Regions from separate parts of the Mus musculus genome. Here region 1 is linked to region 2. The links are chromatin contacts, called in public ChIA-PET maps. All regions are on one chromosome and are shown on one strand. The core of a region is the stretch at or near the end of the contact, and the rest is flanking DNA. Distances in the headings are between cores, read along the strand shown. Region 1 overlaps Lpin1 (lipin 1). Region 2 overlaps Gm36235 (a long non-coding RNA gene).

Region 1 (5,435 bases), core at 1,651-4,150, 560 kb before region 2:
AAAGAAGAGAAGACATACTGACTTAGGAAGAAAACAGAGCACCGTCTTTAGACGCTGTTAATTGATTGATGAAACCTATTCTTCATTAATCTGAAGAATGTAAAAGGAATGTTTAGGACAGCCCAGGGAGGGACTCACTGTCTCTCTTGTTCTCCTTGTGAGTCCAGGATACTGATGGCATCAGATTATGTGACTGTTGTCACATGGATTGAACATAAGGATACATAGATTCTTACGTCGTCCACACTTGGAATAATGTGTTTTATAGGAAACGAGAGAGAGAGAGAGAGAGAGAGAGAGAGCGCCCATGTCTGAGTCTGTAGATCATGGAGTTTGATTCTATGCTGAGGTTCAACCAGACATGTGTGGTCTTGCCTTGGCTGAAGGCACAAGGATCAAATGGGAAATGGGTCTTGGCAGCTTCCTATCTTTGCATCCCAGGAAGTTCATGCTGATGGTGTAGGGAGGTAGCTCAGGTTAGTGGGTGCTTGCTTAGCACGCATGATGCCCTGGATTCATTCCCTGTCAGGGTGGAAAACCGGGCAGTTCAAGGTCGTCCTCAGCTACAAAGCTGGTTTGAGGCAGCCTGGGTAGCAGGAGACGAGCGCAAGAGAAAGGTCACGTTGATTTCCTACGGATTTCAAGGTAGCTGGCCTTTTGCTGGTGCTGGGTGACAGCCAAACGTTTCCATTTCTTAGAGTCGTTGTGCTGAGAGCCACAAGCAGTGGTAGAACATTTCGTTTAACTGACTGTGACATTTTCCCCCCCTTTCTTTTTGCTGTGTGTCCGTCCGGTGCCTCCAGCAGCCTGGTAGATTGCCAGAGGACTCCCCCTCACCTGGCCGAGGGAGTTCTCTCTAGCTCTTGTCCTCTGCAGTCTTGCCACTTCCATGCTTCGGAAAGGTAGACCTGTTTTTACAGAAGCTGTGATCTAATTCTAACTCCAATCACTTGCAATGAAAATTAACTCGCAGGATATAAAACAAATTTTGATCTAACACTTAAAATCAGTTGTGCTCACTAACCAACTTACTTATGAAAAAATACTTCCTTTCGTTTTAAGTTGTAAGTAGGCGATTAGACATGTTTATTTTAAAGATGTATTTACTTTGATATGCTTGAATGTGTGCCTGCATCATGTATGTCTGTGTACCACATGCATGCAGTGCCTGAGGAGGCCAGAAGAGGGCGGTGGGTCCCCCCAGAACTGAAGTTGGGAAGGATGGAGAGCTACCTTGTGGGTGCACTGGGAATTTAACCTAGAACCTCTGGAAGAGGAGCATGAGGTTTTTTTGTTTGTTTGTTTGTTTTTCCCGAGACAGGGTTTCTCTGTATAGCCCTGGCTGTCCTGGAACTCACTTTGTAGACCAGGCTGGCCTCGAACTCAGAAATCCGCCTGCCTCTGCCTCCGGAGAGGGCTGGGATCAAAGGCGTGCACCACCACGCCTGGTGAGCATGCATTCTTAAGCAATGAGCCCTGATTAGGCTTGCTTAGAATTCCTCAGATGGTCTGTCCTAGGTGCTGCTTGACTCTGTGAGTGGCCTTGAAAATCCGGACAAGGAGCTGGAGACTGAGAGACCATGTTTTCTGTGGTGGGGCAATTGACAGACAAGTCTCTGAGCTAATTTTAGAGCACCACTTTAGAATAGCCACTTACTATAAATATTTAAACAGCCTATTAGGCTTTCTGTATAATGGGTTCCCACAATCTCCACGGCATTTCTAGAGCAGAATTTAGAAGAACGGCTTAGGACCAGTCTTGGGGCATGGGCTTGTGTTTTTATCAGGGCCTCCCCCACATCCCCTCGGTATTGTTAATTTTGTGGACATTTCCTCATCTACTTTTGAAACTTTATAATCAAAGTAAGCACTGATTAATTTCTGTCTGGGGATCATAACTGTTACAATTTTATTTGACTTAAAATTTAAAAATTGATTTTACATTTAATTATAAGTACTGACTCCCCCTCTTCAAAGCACATATGTGCGCATTCATGTAGGTGGCTGTGTGCTTGTGTAAGTGACGTCTACAAGTGGACACTGGGTTCCCTAGAGTGGGAGTTAGAGGCAGCTGTGAGCAGCCTGTATGGGTACCGGGAATTCCAGTCCTCTGTAAGAACTGTTAACTCTCCTTAGTGTTCCACCTTCCCAGCTACCTCTCCAGTTCCCGTGTGGTGTGTATGGTGTAGGGTTCTATTGTAGAAGCTCTTTTTGTGTGTGTGTCTTGTCTGTATGGTGTAGGGTTCTATCGTAGAAGCTCTCACAATATGATTTACCAGGAGCCTCCTCCCCAGTCAGGCTAGACCATGAGGGTTGCCCTATGGTAGTGTGCTTTCATTGGGAAGATCAGTGGTCAGCGGGTGCCAAGGGAAGGGGGAAGCCCTTTGTGCCTCACTGTAAAACGAGGGTCAAAGAGCCTGAGGTCTGGCTTTATGGAAGCACCATACAAGGCCAGGCTAGCTATGTAGAAAATCTCTCAAATAGATACAAGTTCACTTGGCCACGGAGTTGTGTGCACTACGGGGCTCTTCTTTAACCAACAGGAAGTGCCATCTTGAGTTGGCAATGGGACTCAGATAAGTGAGATTTGGCACAGCCAGGGGAACGGATAGGGGCTGTAGAGAAGCCATTTCCTGCTTTGTGTGAAAGGGCTGCTATGTTCCTCTTGAGGGAAGTGGTGTGGGAGAATAAAAAGAAAGAGAACTATGACATTTCTTCCGGCCTTGTAGCTTGGTGTCTGTGAGAATCGTGGGTCTGCATTGATACTTTTGGCCCGTTAATTTGGCCGAACAGACATGAGACTTGGTTCAAATGTTAGAAGTAAAAATGTGTGCCGTGGAATGGAGGCGCGTCACTGTCACTTAGGAGCAGCACAGTGAGGTGACACAGAAAGCCTTTGTTTGATAGGTTCCTGGAGACAGCTGCCTGGTGATCCAGTGTAGTGAAGTTGGCACACAGGGTGTTTTCCTTGTTCTCAAAGCCAGTGTCTAAACCTGGGATACAGTGTCAGCTGGTCAGGACCCCTTTGCACCTGCTGGAGAGCTGGTGCTTGCTAGGAAAGTGAGAGCACGGGTGAGAAGCCTGTGTGTGACAAAGGACAGCAGTTTGTACCCAAGAACCCTTCCCCACTTTTGCTCTCTTTGCCCCTCTGATTGTTTCGCCTCTTCATCTCTGTCCTCCCCTGTCCTCCTCCTCTTCTCCGTCCTCCTCCTTCTCTCCTCCTCCTTTCTTTAGTTTATTGAGAATTTCCATTTCTGATTCTATCCCCCTCACCTCTCAAGTTATAGCTCCTTTTACTGTCCTTCAGTTTGGCTACAAGGCTGGCCACCTTGTTACCTTGTTAGAGGTGGTAAACAGTGACCTCTAGTGGCCAAAGGAAGGCTTGTCAGAGGGAACGGCCCCAGGGACGTATCTTCTGGGTTACTAGAACCTTTGACTCTGAGACAAAACCAAAGGTTTTTTATTTTTTACTTTGTTGTTTTGCTGCTGTTGTTGTTGTTTTCTGATTTTCCCCCCATTCAAATCATGGTTTTGTGTTTCCTTAAGTCCTTCAGGCTCCCGGCCCTCAACACCAAAAAGTGACTCTGAGCTGGTCAGTAAGTCTGCAGACAGGTTGACGCCAAAGAATAACCTGGAAATGCTCTGGCTGTGGGGTGAATTGCCACAGGCTGCAAAGGTAAGCCTTTGAATCTCAGTGTTACGGTGCATCGAGGGTGTGTAAGTTAGCTCCATCTGTGTGGAATTACCATCCCAGCTTTGTAAAGGGATGGACTCCCGGGGTGCTGACTCAGCAAGTGTGCCTCTGGGCAGGGTGTGGCTGTGTATTTTGAACAAAAGAACCTACACTGTATATCGCAAATATAATATAAAATATATATTAAATATAAAAATGCAAAGTCAGTAAAGAAGATAACGCAGCTTGTGTACAGACCCTAGCTTCTTTGCAGCCTTACTTCCCCAAGGCCCATGGTGGTTAGAGAGGTATCATGTCGTAGGAATGGAGCGGTGCAATCTGAGCCCCTTGGAAGAAATGCTGTTATCTAGGAAGGCTAGGCTCTCCTGTAGAGAGAAGCCACTGGGGCTGAGATGGGGGTGTGTGCGGTGTAAGGACGAGAAGAAGCCAGTGGACCGCAGTGTGCGAAGCTTGCAGCTCATCAGTGGGGAATAGTTCTAACATCTAGTTGGTGAGGTCTTGATCCTAAACCTTTGTACACCCCGGAGGAGATGGAGAAAACCTCCGTGTGGTAGAGGCCAGGAGGGTCTGGGAGGCGCATTGCCTTGGGTGTGAGTTCCCCACTGCACTTGACAGCAAGGTGATCTTGGACATGGGGAAGCCTGCATATCCTTATCAGTAAAATATATGAATAGACAGATAAGCTGAAAGAGATGGTGTGTGAAGTCACTTCCTCAAGTCTTCTCTAAAAAATATTTTGTAATGATGTACATGGTGTGCATTTGCATATAAATGCAAGCGCCCAAGGGGACCAGGAGCATTGATTCCCTGGAGCTGGAGTCCCAGGTAGTGTGCTATGATTAGGTAGCTTGGGCTACCAGATGTGGGTACTGGGAACCCAACTTACGAACCATCTCTCCAGCTCAGTATTCCCTTTCTTCCTTCTTGGGTGTGCCTCGGTTTCTCATCTTCTCACCCTGTAAAGTTCACATATACAGTTGGTAATATATATATATATACATATACATATACATATACATATACATATACATACACATATACATATACATATACATATACATACATACACACACACATATATATATACACACACATATACATACATATATATTTACATATACATTTATATATATATATAAATAAATCAGGCACACTTCCAAGAACACAGGATGACAGGATTTTGTTTCAAGACACTGTGCCTCATATTTCAGCGCATTACAGACATCTTAAATGATTTCATTTCCACCTTTAAGAATAAATCATAAAGGCTGGATATGGTGGTGCATTCTTGTAATCCCTACACTTGAGGGGGAGTCAGAGATAGGCCTGGTCTTGCAAGTTCTACATAGCAAGACCCTGTCTATGATATATCTAATACGTATGTATACACACACACACACACACACACACACACACACACACACACACACACACACACACACGTTTACATATACATTAAATCTATATCACAAGGTTCTTAGAGGATATTATGGTCCCTTGAAGTTCCGTTCAGTGCATGTAATGAGTGCATGAGTGAATGCAGAGAGTGGGTCTCTTGTGGCTGGTTATGGGTGGCTTCTTTCCCCTTCCAGGCTGTATTGCGCTTCTGTGGAGAGTTCTAATCTCTGTCTGTGAGCCTCAGGACTGGTCCAGCCAGCCATCCTAACACATCCCCCTCAGCAGTTGCTGGAGAGCTAGTGTGACAGTGCAGACCTGGCTGCTTCTGGCCAAGCAGCTCTAA
Region 2 (5,206 bases), core at 996-3,495:
CATCTATCTCCTCATTCTTAGGCTAACTTCATAAAGTGGCAACAGGAGCTCTTGTAACAGTTAACACTAACGCGCTTTCCTCAGTGTGGGGGATAAAGAATCTCTCTTCCTTTTTCTCTTGCTGCATAGGGAAAGAGCCACACTCATCTTTATTCCCACACAGTGAGCTTGCCTTAGGCGATTCCGGTTGGGGAGGAGTGTCTCCTTTCGGTGAAATCTGAGCAAGCTGGGTGGGAAGGAGAGGGCACAGGGCATGAACTGGGGATGCAAGTGGGTTGTAATGGCAGGCTTTGCGACTTTCTCCCTGCACATAGTAAATTAATTCAGTCATTAAAGCTGAGTTTTGGAAACAAAGCTAAGTTAGGAAGGAGAAAGCCATGGCATACCAGGGTCCTCCTGCCTGTGTGCACTCCTGTGAGAACCACCGTAGCCAAGTCCTGGCTTCATCAGGAGACACGGAGAAATGTCCAAATGCCAATCTACAGCTCCAGAGACATCTGCGGCAGAGCCTTCTCGCCAGTGTCCTGGTGAGGAAACTGAATAGTGCAAGCTGGAGAAAGTCAAACAGGCCTCCAAGAGGCAATTCTTGGGGCTTTCTGGCTCCCTTCCTGCAATCTGCTAGGTCTTCCCTAAGTGTGGCAGCTGCTTCCACTGTCTGCAGCCTTTGCTGTCAGTGATTCATCAGCAGACAACTTGCTAATTTTTTGTCTGGAACCTCTTGAAGTATAATAAGCAGGGTTATTTAAAATAATAATAATAATGATAATAACAATACAAAGGCCAGGTAGAAGGCTCATGGACTGCTCAGACCAATCTGAGTGCTTCTTTTCTCTCCATATGGAGGAAAGATTCTTCATACCCCAGATAATATGTTAAATTAGTAGAAATCATTCTTTTTAGCAATTATTGTCTAGAGCTGAGTAAGATGTGGATATTAATTGATGCAGCTTTTCTTTCATATACTATTTTTGCATTGTGGATACATTCTTGCAAATAATGAGGCAATTTTGCCTGGTTGAAAGAGCCTTTTTAAAAAGCACAATTTAAGGATTTAAAGGATGATTTCATGTGAGGACTTGGGCAAGGAGAAACACAAGGCACATGAAGACAGTGTTCTTTTGTTGGCTGTTTGGGTAGCGGGTGCACGTTTGAGGTCCTGTGTTGTTATGCAGGAAAGGGTGGGAACTCTCCTCCACCCTTCCCCTTCCTGCCCCACACTAGCTGAACAGGCATGAGAAGGTCAGGGCTACTCATTCCAAAAGCTAGCAGAGACCAGGGTTTGCAAATCAGTGCTGCCCAGCAGGCCTGGTGTGACTACAAGCTTGGCTTAAGCCAGCTACACAGTCAAAACTATACCAAAAAGAGGCAGAAGGAGATGACGTAGTAACATGTTAATTGGCAGAGGTAAACAGCTCAGTCTCTGAAAGCAAAATTCAGAAGAGGAGAGCATAGCTCTCTGGTAGAGAATTTGCCTAGCAGGTATCCTGGGGCTGAAATGTAGCAGTTAATAATTAATATAACTGTATGCTTGTGTGAATTACTTCCCAGGAAAGCTGATACAATGGGATTAGCCACCCAACCCCCCCTCAGCACTTCCTTCAGAAGTGACCACCTCAAGCCTGCTCAGAGACTGAGTGTCAGAGGCAGGTGGGAGGTGGGGGCTTAAGTACACACTTTTGTACACACTTCCTACTATACTCTCTTTGGGGTGGGGGATGGGCTGTAACATCTCAGGATCTCAGCACAGTTAAGGATAGGAAAGAAGAGCATTTGATAATAGTTATCTCTGAGGGACAGTCTGTCTAGATGGCTTCTCAGGAGGTCTAGAAATGTCCTGCACAAACTTGTGACTTGTTTGTGAAGTCTTCCTTGGGGAAGAGCCCCTGTACATTAAACCTTAAATGCACTTAAGATAGGAAGCTCTGTGAAGGTCTTTCCTGCTGGCGAGATCAGTAGATAACTACCCACGAATGAAAAATCTCGAGAAACATGTTACAGGAAGTATGTGGATAAAGAAATGCCATGCAAACTTGCAAAGGAGATCTAAAATCGAAATTAGAAGATGGAGAGGCGCAAAAGCAATCAGAGGCTTGGTGGCTGGTGGAAGGCTTCAGAGTGTAAGACCCAGAGGCTGAAAAGAGGAAGGAACTAGCCAGCTCAAAGCCACAAGTCAGAATGAAGCCACCAGAGCAGATGTTAGACCCTGGTTTTCTGGTGTGAAAGACAGGTGTCACACTGTCTGTCTGGGCTTTATGTCTAAACATAAGAATACAGATCAGAGAGAGATCTTTGCTGATTCAACCTTGTGCCTTGGCATGTAGATGCCACCCATCCCTCCCCTGGTGACTACTTCCACATAAGGTATCTGGTTTGAGGTTCACCAATAATAATTCTCCAGGGCCACTAGTCTTAAGTCAGTGGGTCCCAGAGTTGTCAAAAGAACTATCAATAGTCCAAGGAAAAGAAAACAGATGACAGGGCTTGGAAATATTTTAACTGTCCTCTGTAAATGGTGGTTTCACATATGCAGGGGCAAATATAGCATGGCAGCCATGGTTTGCTTTATATCAAAAACTTTCTTTGGTTTTGTAGGGCTTGGGATTCTCTTTTCAAACTTGTTCTGCTCTGGAAATGCCACTCCTCTTGTTTGGCCATGATGTGCTTTCCTCCTCTCCTTCCTGTTAGGTATTGCATTAAGACAAAAGGAATTTAATGCCCAATTCTCCATCTCTAGCTCTGTGACTGACTTTAGGGGAAGCTCAGCCTGGGCAGGTACTACATCTCCACCCCAACGGAAAGAATCAGCCTCAAGACCTTTCTATCCAATCACGATGTTCTTCCCAAGGACAGGAGTCCTGCATGGCTGTCTATGCAGTAATGAAGAACAAGAGCCAAGGCTCATGTATTGGGGAAGTCACAGACTTTGTGGCTGGAGACCCAGAATGGTATCCAGGGGAATTGGGAAGGTTCCTTTAACTATCTAAAGAACACATTCCTCATTTTCAAAATTAAAGCAATGGAGCCTTCTCAGGATGTTGCTTTGAAAAATGTATAGAATATCTTGTTAACCCCTGGACCACAGAAGAATTCAATACATACTAGTTAGCATTTTTATAGACAGAGCTCATGTGGCATACAGCAGAGTCATCACACAGCACCTATCCGATCTCTAAAAGGATAGATGCATTTAAACCCTATTCAAATTCAACAAGTTTACTTACAATTTCTTTTAACTTCAGCAAACAATGAAGCTGTTATTATTTCTATGTTAGATGTGAGAGAATGAGGGTTAAATGGTATAATTGAAACAATTATTTTCTGGATAATGTATTGGGTATCTTTGACCATTAAGGAGAGTATATAATTACGTTCTTACAGTGTTACTAGAAGGCAACACTGAAGTTGAAAACAATATGGTGTCCTACACCTTCAGTGTCTGTGAAGCTTCAAGACTATTATACTTCCTGGCAGTATGTTCCAGAAGGTATGTTCTGTCCTGTCCATGTAGCATATAGTGTCCTGATGCTGTATTATGAGTCTTTTTAACAACTCAACAACCCATTTCACAGGGAAAGGGAGTGAGGTCCAGAGTCAGAGTACTACTTCAGTCCCACAAGGCTGGTGAGCTTCAATCAAGATCCAATCCCAGACCAGGGTGTCTGCAGTGCTCTGTTGTTCTCCACAACATCACACCACCTCCCACGGTTTCCAGAAATAGAATTAGTAAGCTCAGCATGACTCATGGTCTTCCTCGCCACAAAGTCATCTCAAAAATCTTTGGCTTGGAAACAACTTTGAAGGGTAACACGTCAAGCAAGGATCCTCCCTCCGCTATAGTGAGAGAATTTCTCTTGTGACATCCATCAAGAAACCAGAGGGCACTGGGACACATGCAGGCACACAGAGTTGAATTCATAGAGGGACGCTCACCAAGGTGGGAATGGCATTTAAGTCTACTGATTCGGACCTCACTCGCCACACAGCTAATGGTGCTAAGGCCCAGAGACATTTGTTAGGTATCTTAGAAGTATGCTTTGAATAGCATAGACCCATGTTATTGAGAAGAATGTTCTAGGGCAGAGATGCCAGATCCCAGGGCTACAACTGAAGAACTGAAAAAAAAAATCACACCACCAAACCACAGGACATTCAGCCTCAAAGATTCATTGCTAAACCTCCAACTCACTGTGGCAAGATCTTTTCCTTCCACACTGCTCGCAAACAATTGAAAAGACATGCTCTCAAGTTGTTGCCTCTTTCCTTTCTGTCCAGTCTCCTTGACAAAATGGAACGATCAACTCCAAAGCCTGAATCAGTGAGAGAGCGAGCAATAATCTTAGCCTCTTTTTCATGTCTAACCCTGTAAAGGGGGTATTCTAGTTTTATTTCTGTCACTGTGATAATGTTCCCTGACTAAAAGCAACTTAGAGAAAGAAGAGTTTTATTTTAATTTACAATTTCAGGTTATGTTCAGTAATTTCAAAGTAATCATGGAAGCAGGCATATTAGTTGGCTGGCCCCACCACGTGTAGTCAAGAGCTTGCTTTTGTATGGTCAGCTGCTACTTTCTTTACTGTCACACAGTGCAGGGTCCAGCCTATGAAATGATGTCACCCACATCCAGAGTGGGTCTTTCTATATCAATTAGCAGCCAAGACCCCCTACAGATGTGCCTAGAGTCCAACCTGATCTATACAATTGCTCATGAAGACTGTCTCCCCAGATAATTCTAAGTTGTGTCAAGTTGACAATTAAAACTAACCAACATAGGAAACTTTGCCAGAATTAATCTCCTAGGAGGGCTGGGGGTGAATCATGTACTAAATTTGTCTGTATTACGGGCAAATTGCCACAAGGGGAAAGGTTTTCTATGCGAAGCTACTGGGAAGTGAGATTATTACTTACCTTTGACACAAAATCTCACTGTCCAGCCCAAGCTGGCCTTGAACTCATGACCCATCCTCCTTGATCTTCCAAGTGCTGAGATTCCAAGAGAGAATCAGTGTCCTGTTGACATATAGGGTCTTCACAGTTCATATCACATGTGATGGGTTGTAGAAACTAAGTGGAAAAAAAAATCTTCTATAGGATGTGTTTCCAAGACTGAGTGCACTCTCTTATTCACTCACTGTTCAGTTGTCTACCAGGGCTCTTGACCACAGCTGCCTTTGTCTGAGTAAAGAAAACTGGCTTCATTAAGCAAGCA

The links. ChIA-PET counts read pairs in DNA pulled down with a chosen protein or histone mark.
Region 1: an RNA polymerase II ChIA-PET map of memory CD8 T cells shows a contact between it and region 2, with 7 read pairs. The contact joins two enhancer-like sites. A contact is called at or near these places in 2 of 115 datasets of contacts at active chromatin or transcription factors (large pre-B cells and memory CD8 T cells) and 1 of 9 other capture datasets (adipose tissue).

Annotation. Positions count from the first base shown.
Region 1 is chr12:16,566,631-16,572,065 of GRCm38.p6, reverse strand. It overlaps Lpin1 (lipin 1), which reads left to right. Exons shown (of 21, transcript NM_015763.4): 6 at 804-902; 7 at 3,547-3,676. Among named protein-coding and RNA genes, the nearest start is that of Lpin1, 20 kb to the left of the region's middle. Within about 2 kb of position 2,900, at least 73 of the 459 cell types and tissues checked have an H3K27ac peak or open chromatin away from gene starts, as enhancers often do. A contact at or near this core is called in adipose tissue and memory CD8 T cells, where this site is marked.
Region 2 is chr12:16,005,415-16,010,620 of GRCm38.p6, reverse strand. Gm36235 (a long non-coding RNA gene) reads left to right here. Exons shown (of 8, transcript XR_872507.1): 2 at 3,379-3,484; 3 at 5,137-5,206. Among named protein-coding and RNA genes, the nearest start is that of Gm36235, 7.5 kb to the left of the region's middle. Within about 2 kb of position 2,245, at least 112 of the 459 cell types and tissues checked have an H3K27ac peak or open chromatin away from gene starts, as enhancers often do. A contact at or near this core is called in adipose tissue and memory CD8 T cells, where this site is marked.